Regions from separate parts of the Sus scrofa genome. Here region 1 is linked to region 2. The links are chromatin contacts, called in public promoter capture Hi-C maps. All regions are on one chromosome and are shown on one strand. The core of a region is the stretch at or near the end of the contact, and the rest is flanking DNA. Distances in the headings are between cores, read along the strand shown.

Region 1 (5,221 bases), core at 1,639-4,138, 120 kb before region 2:
TGGGCTGGGGATTGAACCCACAGCTCCTCAGCAACCCAAGCCACGGCAGTTGGATTCTTAACCCACTGCAGTATAGTAGTAACTCCCTATGCCTCTTTATTAATCTATGAAATAAAGAATATTAAAGGGTTGTGAGGATTAAACGAGATTATAAAGTGCTTAGAATAGTGTTTGGCAATAGTAATGTTGCAAGAATGACAGTTCTTTGTGGGTCTTTCATGCTTTTACCCACCTTCCTGGGTATGACAAGAATGCAGGACGGGAGTGCCCGTTGTGGCTCCGTGGGTTAAGAATCTGACTAGTATCCATGAGGATGCAGGTTTGATCCCTGGCCTTACTCAGTGGGTTAAGGATCTGGTGTTGCTGTAAGCTGCAGTGTAGGTCACAGATGCAGCTCGGGCTCCTATCTGGCGTGTTGTGGCTATGGTGTAGGCTAAAAGCTGTGGCTCCTATTCAACCTCTAACCTGGGAACTTCCATAGGATATAGATGCAGCTATAAAAAGCAAAAACAAACAAAAATGACAATGACAACAAAATAAGAATGCAGGGCCCTGACTGTTTTTTGTCAGGGTCATGTCTCAGGATTATGTTTCCTGTGAGCAATTTTGAAGGATGAAATAAGCTTTTCCCTCCAGGACAAAGAGCATGTTTACTTACTACTTTCTATAAAGTGGCAGGTTCCCAAGTTCAGTGTTCCCCAGCTATGGTATGAGTCTACCAACCACACAGCATTCGTGTGAGCGCTTCTGTCATTCCTGTGGCACTTGAGGGGCAAGAGGAATTCACACAAAGGTGCTAAAGCTCAAGTTTCTCCCTATACAGGTCGAGAGTAAAAATCCTTTGACTCAGATCCAGGAATCTTATGCCTTTTATCGGCATCCGCGAAACAGTAACAGACTAATTTATTAGCCTAGAGTAGGGTAAAATCAAATACCAGACTTGAGCAGTAAGTACTTAAGTAAGCTGTTTTTCATCATTTTTCTCTTGCTATTCTTATTTGCCTTTGCCAGACATTTTGCACAATATCTGTAAGTTTGTGGTGGGGTAGATAACCAAAAAACATGAATTGCTGCCATTTGCAAGCAACTCCACTCTTGGAGTTCCTGCTGTGGTACAGTGGATTAAAAATCCAACTGCAGGAGTTCCTGTTGTGGCTCAGTGGGTTAAGAACCCAATTAATATCCATGAGGATGCAGTTTCAATTCCTGGCCTCACTCATTGGGTTAAGTGTCCAGTGTTCTCACAAGCCGTGGCATAGATCGCAGATGCAGCTTGGATCTGGTGTTGCCATGGCCGTGGTGTAGACCAGCAGCTGCAGCCCTGATTCAACCCCTAACCTGGGAACTTCCATACACCGCAGGTGTGGCCCTAAAGAGAAAAATCCAACTGCAGTGGCTTAGGTTACTGGGGAGGCAAGGGTTCCATCCCTGGCCTGGAACAGTGGGTTAAAGATCTGGCATTGCCACAGCAGCTGTGGCACAGGTTGAAGCTTAACTTGGATTCAGTCCCTGGCCCGGGAACTTCCATACACGGTAGGTATGGCCATTGAAAAAAAAAAAAAAGAACTTGGGAATTCCCATTGCGGCACAGCGGAAACGAATCATAAGGTTTCAGGTTCGATCCCTGGCCTTGCTCAGTGGGTTAAGGATCCGGTATTGCCATGAGCTGTGGTGTAGGTTACAGACCTGGCTCAGATCCTGTGTTACTGTGGCTGTGGTACAGGCTGGCAGCTATAGCCCCAATTAGACCCCTAGCCTGGGAACCACCATATGCTGACAAGTGTGGCCCTAAAAAGCAAAAAAAAAGACAAAGAAAAGAACTCCACTGTGATGATGGGAAGAACAAAATGAATTTCAAATAAAGGTTAACTTCAAAATCATTGCTCCATAATGTCTGTTATCACTATACGTGGAATTAAGAAATAAATACTAGTGAATATAACAAAAAAGAAAGACGCACAGATAATAGAAAACAAACTAGTGGTTACCAGTGGGGAGAGAGAATGAGGGAGGGGCACAATAGTGGTAGGGGATTAAAAGGTACAAACTGCTGTGTATATAATCAATAAGCTACAAGTATATACTGTGTGGCACAGGAAATAGAGCCAATATTTTATAATAGCTATAAATGGAGTATAATCTTTAATAATTGCGAATCACTATACCTGACACACAATATTGTATTTCAACTATACCTCAACTAAAAAATATATATATGAATATTTTTAAATTAAAAAGCAAAAACACCCAAACCTCCAAATCATTGCAAACTGAAATGATTAATTGGCCTACTCTAATATCCAGGTCTAAATCACTGGGACCACAGTTTCTCCTACATATGCTTTTCACATACGTGGGGCATAGTTTTTAGGTAGTTGCGGTATACAAAAATAATGTTGCACAAAAATAACTGGGCTTTAGTTCCTATTACTTAATAGCTCACTTTGGTTCGGTTTCCTAATACGTGAAATAGAGAAATGAATTCATGTTCCATTTGTCTCACAAGATTGTTGGGGTTGTGGAATAAAATTACCAACGTAGAAACAAAGTTATTGAGCAAACGAGTTGTTACAATTTAAGACTGTGTTGAATCGCAGACGTCGATTTGTCCTAATATTATTGTTTTTAGAGGCCACTAAATGAAAGGAGAAAAATAAAACTTGTCCCACCTCAACAGCTGAACCTGTCAGCCACACTCGAGGCTGGGTTGGCAGCTCACGGTCCAACAGGAAACTCCTAAAAAAAGCGTAAAGGGCGAACTACAACCCCCAGCAGGCTTTGCGCCCGAAATTGCGTCATATAACTTCAGCTCCGTCCTGGGCCTAGCCCTACCCCCACAGCCCTCACCATCCAGAAACTACATCTCCCAGGAGGCTTCACGGTGTCTAACCGTCCTCTTTCACCCCCGCCCCCTGCCTCCCCATAGCCCGCGCCGGCAGCTCGGTGGCCAACTCCGGTCCCGCGATCGGCAGAGCGAGCGCGCGCGCCGGAGGTCGCGCGGCTGCTGAGAAGGGCGAGCACGCGCGGAGGGAGTGGAGGCGTAGCGGGGTGGGAGTACAGCTCGCTCAGCTCGCAAGATGGCGGACGAGGACGGGGAAGGGATTCACCCCGCAGCCCCTCACAGGAACGGAGGTGGCGGCGGCGGTGGAGGGTCTGGGCTCCACTGCGCCGGGAACGGCGGCGGGGGAGGCGGCGGCCCGCGGGTCGTGCGCATTGTCAAGTCCGAGTCCGGCTACGGCTTCAACGTGCGGGGCCAAGTGAGCGAGGGCGGGCAACTGCGGAGCATCAACGGGGAGCTGTACGCGCCGCTGCAGCATGTGAGCGCCGTGCTGCCCGGGGGGGCGGCCGACCGGGCCGGGGTGCGCAAGGGGGACCGCATTCTGGAGGTGTGAGTATCCGGGCTGCTCACCGCCCCATCCCCTCCGCCTGTCCCTGCATTTTCCTTCTACCCCTGTCACCCTCAGGCCGCACCTCCCCGCAACCGCCGAACCGGCCCTCCGGACCCCCGCCTCTCCATGAGGCTTGACCCTTTTACCTCCCCACACCCTGGGTTTCTGGGACCCCCACCTCTCTCCCTGTAATCTCCGGTGTGTGTCCCGTTGCCCGTACTGCTTTTACCCCTGCCCCCATTCCTTTGGTTTCCTTTCTGCCCCTTTGCCTTCCCCTTTGGCATGCGGCTTTCTGCTCCTCGGTGCCCCTCGCTTTCCTCATATTGACTCTCTTCTGCTTCTAACTGACAGCATTTCCTTTTCTGACCCAGCCACAGTGCCTCCTCCCTAAGTTCTCATCCTGAGCATCGTAGTTTCTTGTTCTCCACCACTCCTTTCAGCCCCCTGGACCGTCCCCTCTCCCCTCTAGAGCAAGTAGGCGGGACCTTTGGTCGCTCCTACTCCCCGCCCCCCGCGCCCCCCGCAACAACGTCCCTCCACGCCGCACTCTTTTTCTTTTCTTAGTTACCCTCTCCTTATGGTTAAGCACTCCCTGTATTTTTCTGTCCTGCTGTGTGCCCCTTTCCTCCCCTTCGTGTTGTATTCGTACTCCGAGAATACCTTCTTTTCTGCCCCCCCCCCAAATGATGGTGTCGTCTTTGACATGATAGTTTCTCTCCACCGTAATTCCCATATTACACCAGGATTTTGACTCTAGGGTCTCCATCACTACATCCCTCTGAGAGCATCCCTGTTCTGGCCCCTGTCTTCACTCTTGCACCATACTCATACTTCTTTTGAGTCAGGTTTAGAGTAGAGCTCTCCTTAGCTCCTTGCTTCCCCCAAACTGTGACCCTCTTTTGGGTCTTTGACTTCCCCCTTTTTCAGGGCAGGCCATTTTCATTCTCTCTCCTACTCTGTTCTCTTGTTATCTCGTGCTTGACTTTATCCTATTCTTTCTCTCTTATAGGTTCCTTGCCCTTCCTTCTCTTTTTAGGCCCCTTCTGCTGCTGCAACCCATCGTCTTTCCTTGCTGCAGTCCCTCCCCCTTCATACTCCTTCATCCTTACTTGCTCACTGCATCCCTTAAAGCTCTGGCAGGATGCTGCCTTGTCTTGCAATTTCTTTGCAGACCTCCCTCATGTCTTTAATCCAGGTGTTACATTTGTGTTTTTATACTTTGCATTAAGATTTATACAGTGATTGCTGATTGACTGCTAGGTGGTATATCCTCTCATTGTCTCCATTATCCTCAGCAGTCTTCAATCCTGGATCTCTCTCCTTCCTGACTCTGTCTTGCATATTCTTTTTTCACTCTTATGCCCTCTCCTTCAGTGCTTGGATTTGTCCTCATAAAATCTCTCATTTTTTATAAATGTTATTTTAATCATAATTTCCATAACCTTCAGTCTTTCCTCTAGTAGAACAGTAGGTTTGATCAAGGTTTCAAGGGGATAGTATTTTGAAGGACCCGTAGAGGAGTCCATCCCGTCTTATTCAGCTTATGCCACCTACCCTTATTCTAGACATTCTTACTCTGTGGTATCCATTCGTTCTGTTTCCTCTTATCTTTTACCTCAAGAAAAAGTAGCTCACCAAAGTAAGTGTTTGGAGCAATTATGCCTTTCCTCTGTCCTTTCTGTAAATAGATGCGTTCTTTTTCCATTGATGTCCTACATACTCTTTTTCTGGTACTCTCTGGCAATGTATTCTTTATCTTTTGGGGGTCAGGGAATTCAGATATGGAATGCAGTAGTGGCCTTTTGCTTCATACCTGCGCATCTAATTCTTTT
Region 2 (5,373 bases), core at 2,091-4,590:
CCTCAGGCAGTCACTTGTTCCAAAAAGGTAGCCAGTACTTCGACTTCTACTAGCGACAGATTCGTTTTGCCTTTTTTTTTTTTTTTTTTTTTGTACTTTATATAAATGGAGTTCTACAATATGTGCTCTTTTGTGCTTGGCTTCTTTTGCTCTACAGTATCTCACAGATTCTCCATTTTCATTGCTGTATGGTATTCCACAGTGTGACTGTACCATGCTTTATTTATTCATCCCCATTGTCTTTTTTTTTTCTTTCATTTTTTTGGGTCACACTCACGGCATGTGGAAATTCACAGGCTAGGGATCAAACCTATGCCACAGTAGTGATCTACAACATAGCAGTGACAACACTGGATCTTTAACTGCCAGGCCACCAGGGAGTTCCTTTTATTTCCCTCATTGTCTTTTTTCTTTTTTTTTCCTTCCTTGTTTTTTTTTGCCATTTCTTGGACTGCTCCCACAGCATATGGAGGTTCCCAGGCTAGGGGTCGAATTGGAGCTAGAGCTGCCGGCCTACACCACAGCCACAGCAGTGCGAGATCTGAGCCACGTCTGCAACCTACACCACAGCTCACGGCAACGCCAGATCCTTAACCCACTGAGCAAGGCCAGGGATCCAACCCACAACCTCATGGCTCCTAGTTGGACTCATTAACCACTGAGCCACAACGGGAACTCCCCATTGTCTTTTGAATTGAATATAAAAGTCTCTCCTTGGCCTTCAAGTTCCTCCCATAGGGCCCTCCTTCATTTTCTGCTACTCCCTGCATGTGTGCCCACTCCAGCTGGACCGGACCCCTCTGGTCATCCCACAGACCTCATGCAGGGGCACTGACTCTCCTTGAGTGCTCGTCTAGACCCGGGGAAACAATGGTGGGCATGACCCAGTTCCTACCATCGAGGAGGAGTTCACTGCCTGTTCACTGTGGGCTGTTCCTTTAAATTTCCAGGCTTTTGTTCCTGCTGCTTCCCTGGTCCCGAGTGCTCTGTCCCGCCACCCTTGTCCCATAAGTACCTCAAGGGTGCTCTCAAATGCAAGCTGCTCTGTGAGGATTTGGGGGTCTTGCTCTACGTAACCGTCCTCCTTCCTCTGATCGTCAGCGTAGTACTTACTACCGTCTTGTGGCACCACCTGGAGTTACTTGGCCTTTTGGACATTTGGAAACTTACCTGTTTCCTTTTACTTGACTGTAATTTCTTTGAGGTGGGGCTATCTAAATAATCAATGTCTCATATCTTTTTTCTTTTTTTTTGCTTTTTGGGGCCACACCTGAGGCATATGGAAGTTTCCAGGTTAGGGGTCGAATTGGAGCTGCAGCTGCTGGCCTACACCACATCCACCGCAACATGGGATCTGAGCCACGTCTGTGAACTACACCATAGCTCATGGCAGCACTGGATCCGTAACCCACTGAGCGAGGCCAGGGATCAAACCCAAGTCTTCACGGATACTAGTCAGGTCCATTACCATTCAGCCATGACGGGAACTCCAATCTCTCATATCTTATATAGTGACTTACACATAACCTGTGTCAATAATTCTCAAATTGAGGGAGAAGAAGGGAAGCAAAATCCTTGAAGCTTGGGAGGCAGAGGCCTCCCGCAGGCTGGGCAGCCATGGCCACAAGGCTGCGTTGTAGAGCAGTGGCCTTGGAATCACAAGACCTGGGCTGCTTTCCTTTATTTACTTGCTTTATGAACTTGGGCAAATGATTAACCTTTTCAAAGCCTGGTTTCTTCATAGATAAAAACGGGACACAGTCCTGGCTGTTTCACAGAGCTGTAGAGTAAGGTAGCATCTGTGAACATACTTTATGAGCCATAAAACTGCAGGATATAAGGCATTTTAAGCTTCCCAGTGGCACCGGCACTGCAGGTGTTGCCCCAGTGTCCACTGTACTGCAGGACCAATGACTACCTCAAGCCCGCCTTCTCAGCTTTGGGTGTTGGTGGTTTTTTTTTTTTTTTTTTTTTTTTTTTTTAATCTGTCTTTTGTCTTTTTAGGGCCACACCCACGGCATATGGAAGTTCCCAGGCTAGGGATCAAATCGGAGCTGTAGCCACCGGCCTGCACCACAGCCACAGCCACGCCAGATCTGAGCCACATCTGTGACCTACACCATAGCTCACAACAACGCCAGATCCTTGACCCACTGCCCTAGGCTGGGGATCGAACCTGCGTCCTCATGGACATTAGTCAGATTCGTGCCACGGCCACGACGGGCACTCCTCACCTTTCTTTACTATACTCTCCCCGCACCTGTGGCAATTACTGGTTACTCTTATTCAGGAGGCAGTGGGCTGCATATCTGTCCCACCGCACCCAAGTCCCTCGAGGACTCGGCAGCGTGCTCGACAACTTGCTGCCTGGCCCTATCGTGGCCTCCAGTTCTCATTTTGTTGAGTGAATGAATGAGGGCTTCACCGGGCTGCAGCACCAGCTGTCTTGTGAGGCCAGTGTTCCCTAGGCTTCTTGCTGTTTAGAAAGTCTTGGTCCTGACCCCAGATCCTGACTGCAGGAGAAGCAGGAAGAAAAGGGTCCTTGTCAGGAGTTCTCTGGCTGTCTGCCTGCCACGGTGGCTGTGTCTCAGGTCACCTGCCCTGACAGTGCAGGACCAGCTTTACTTCCTCCCCTTCTCCCTTGATGTTTTCCAGAGAAATATTTCTGCAAAGACCAGACAACATTCAAGAATTTGCGGCAGGTAAGTCAGGCGGCCTCCATTTCGGGGCGTTTGATAAGCCAGCACCAGGAGTGTTATTGCGAATTTAGACTCGGACAAGCCCAGGATTCTCCCTGCAGAGACTAGGGTATTTCTTTACCTGATGGCTCCCAAGAGAGCTTTGCTCAATAGTCTCTTTCCTCCGGTTGTCATTTCCTCAAAATGAGGACAGATAAGAAATGAGGCAGCACTTGCTCAGGGTGAGGATTGTTAAGAATTCTGAGATTCCCAGAGGAGCAGACGGGCGGCTTTTTCCCCGGGAATCGTAAAGCAGGGCTGGCATCCCTGGCTGCACATTAAAATCAGCTGGGGAGCGTTTAAAAAATACCGATGCCCGGGCCGTCCCCCGGGGTTCTGACTTAATTAGTCTGGGGTGGGGCCCGACAGCCCCGTTTGAAAGGCTCCCCAGGTGATTCTAATGGGCTCTGCTGCCCCGCGACGGCTTAAGGTCAATGGTATTTAAAGGGAAGGGGCGGGGCCGACGGTTTCGCGGGTCCTGTCGGCCCCCGGGAGTCGAGTCGGAGTCGGTTGCCGCCCCAGCCCGTTTCTGGCTGAATCGAACGAAGGACGTCTTTGCTGCCAGAGCAGATGCTGCCTCTGATTCACACTCTGCTGGGTGTATAAAAATCCTCCTCTGTCGTCATCCTGCGAGAGAGCCTGGCTCTCCGCTGCGAGGATATTCTCAGAGGGCGTCATGTCTCCGAGACAGGAGCCAGCAGGCCGAGTGGAGACAAGAATGACACTTGGTATCTCTTTGGGCCCCGAGGTGGGCCGGGAGCAGAAAGCCGGAGGCTCCCTCGGCCCTCCGCTGGCTCCCTGTGCGTCAGCAAGCTGACCAGAGAGCAGCAGGGCGGTGTGGAGGGGACAGGGCCTGTCCTGTGTCAGCCTTTCCTGGGAACGCTTGAGCTGGAGGCTGAGAGCTGCTGGGGGTGGGGGGCAGGGGGAAACAGTGACCTTGGGATTTGCTGTGACATCTCATTTACCTTGGAAAGCGGGGGCCGCTGGTAACAGTCCTGCTAAGACAGAGCCACTCTAACTTTTTCGCAGAGTAAGCGCCTCCCTCCCAGTCTTTTCCCCTTGGGTTTAGACCATTTCTTCTTTTTGATTCTTGTCCCAGACTATTTCACGGATCCAAGACTTCCCAACAAGATTCACATGCAGCTAATTAAGGAGAAGAAAGCGGCTTAATTAGCAAAATCATGATGCTCAGCTGTTGAGAGAGCCCAGAAAGAATCCAGCCTCAGGGTGGGTGTTAACCTCACTTACAGACAGAGGCTTCTTTACTCCTGTGAAAATACGCACGCACCGGCTCCTCGGCCCAGGGTGTGAAAGAAACCAAACAGACGCTGCAGAGAAATTTCGTGCAAGTGTTGAGTTTTCCTGACACCACTCTGGGGAGTTGGGGGCTGTGAAGAGAGGCTCGGGGTTTGTCTGGCATGTCTGTGGCAGGGAGAGACATCCGTCTTCTTAATCCAGTGACACAGATTAAGAGGATGGAAATGGGAGTAGCTGTGGAGGAAAGAGAGGCAGCGAGATGGGGGTGGGAGGCCTTAGGATCAAGGCCTTGCGCTGAGGCTGCGGAATTCCAGCGTGGCCCTCTCCTTCTGTCCAGAGGGGCTTTTCCTACTGCTTCTGGAAAGTGTGGGGGCAGTTTGGATCGGGCGCCCCCCGCCCCAGGCAAACCCAGCTACGTGATGAGGACCATCACCCATTTCGCAGGCTCGATTTCTGAGATGGTTTTGCAGGTCGGGCTCTTTAAATGTGAGGTAGGCGGAAGCCACACTCCGGAGTTAGTAGCACCGTTTCTGTTCCGCAGGGTCATCTGGGAGCAAGAGAGCCCTGCTGCCATCAGTGTGGGTTTCCAGGCTGCCTTGGGCTGTGTCTGCTGTTGCAAAGGCTTTTAAAGATACTCATTAAAACCAGACCTTCCTGCTCTCTCTGCTTTCTTTTTACTCCGAAGGAGGAAGACATCCTTCCTGGGAGGGCTGCTCTGGCCCTGATCTGACCCAGCAGGTCGCAGGCCTGTTTCTTGGTCCGGGGCAGAGGCCTCCGCTAGGTCTGCGGGCTGTTTCCACAGGTGCCTCATCCGTGTGCTCCCTGCCTCCAGCCCCTCACTCCCAGGGCCGAGAGGGGACCAAAGAGCAGGGGCGGGGATCCTGAGAGGCCCGCAGCTGGTGGTGGTGGTGCTCAGACAAGCAGAGGCCACGTTTCTGAGGTGGCTTTCGTTTTTTATCTTACCTCCTGGGTTACTGTGCAGTGTGGACAGGTGGTGATTAACTTTTATTTCCGTAGCAGCAATAAGAAGAGGAACTGGGCTGGAAGGACAGCAAGAGAGAAAGGGATGGGACATAGAAAACCCATTCGGGGTCACGAATATTGTGAAATAAGAGCTCAGTGGGTGACTCGGAGGCGGTGGACTTTGTTCTTGTGGATTTTTAAGAACAAGCTGCCCACCCACTGGACTTTGAGCTTGGAGGCAGGAGGGTGGCCAGTTGGCCTGGAGGGGTCCTTGCCAGATCTAGGAGGCGTCGGAAGTCTTCCGTGTGCGTGTCCTAACTCACTGACTCCACTGTGGGAAGGACCTCTCACCTGGGTCATTTCACCACCGCAAGAGAAGCACCAGACAATCCAGACTCTTATTTTTATTTCCCTT

Evidence for each region. Promoter capture Hi-C pulls out the DNA fragments that hold promoters and counts their contacts.
Region 1: a contact with region 2 is called in a promoter capture Hi-C map of fetal liver, with 2.7 times the contacts expected there. The contact joins the promoter of SNX27 here to the enhancer-like site in region 2. A contact is called at or near these places in 2 of 5 promoter capture datasets (fetal liver and liver), 20 of 47 Hi-C or Micro-C datasets (alveolar macrophages, blood, embryonic fibroblasts and 10 more) and 1 of 2 datasets of contacts at active chromatin or transcription factors (skeletal muscle).

Annotation. Positions count from the first base shown.
Region 1 is chr4:97,618,483-97,623,703 of Sscrofa11.1, reverse strand. It overlaps SNX27 (sorting nexin-27), which reads left to right and starts at 2,888. Exons shown (of 12, transcript XM_003125761.6): 1 at 2,888-3,388. The coding sequence starts at 3,078.
Region 2 is chr4:97,497,943-97,503,315 of Sscrofa11.1, reverse strand. It overlaps RIIAD1 (RIIa domain-containing protein), which reads left to right. Exons shown (of 5, transcript NM_001159765.1): 3 at 2,656-2,702; 4 at 3,838-3,965; 5 at 4,537-4,641. The coding sequence ends at 3,908. Among named protein-coding and RNA genes, the nearest start is that of RIIAD1, 7.0 kb to the left of the region's middle. Within about 2 kb of position 3,340, at least 28 of the 83 cell types and tissues checked have an H3K27ac peak or open chromatin away from gene starts, as enhancers often do. A contact at or near this core is called in fetal liver, mesenteric adipose tissue, omental adipose tissue and 2 more, where this site is marked.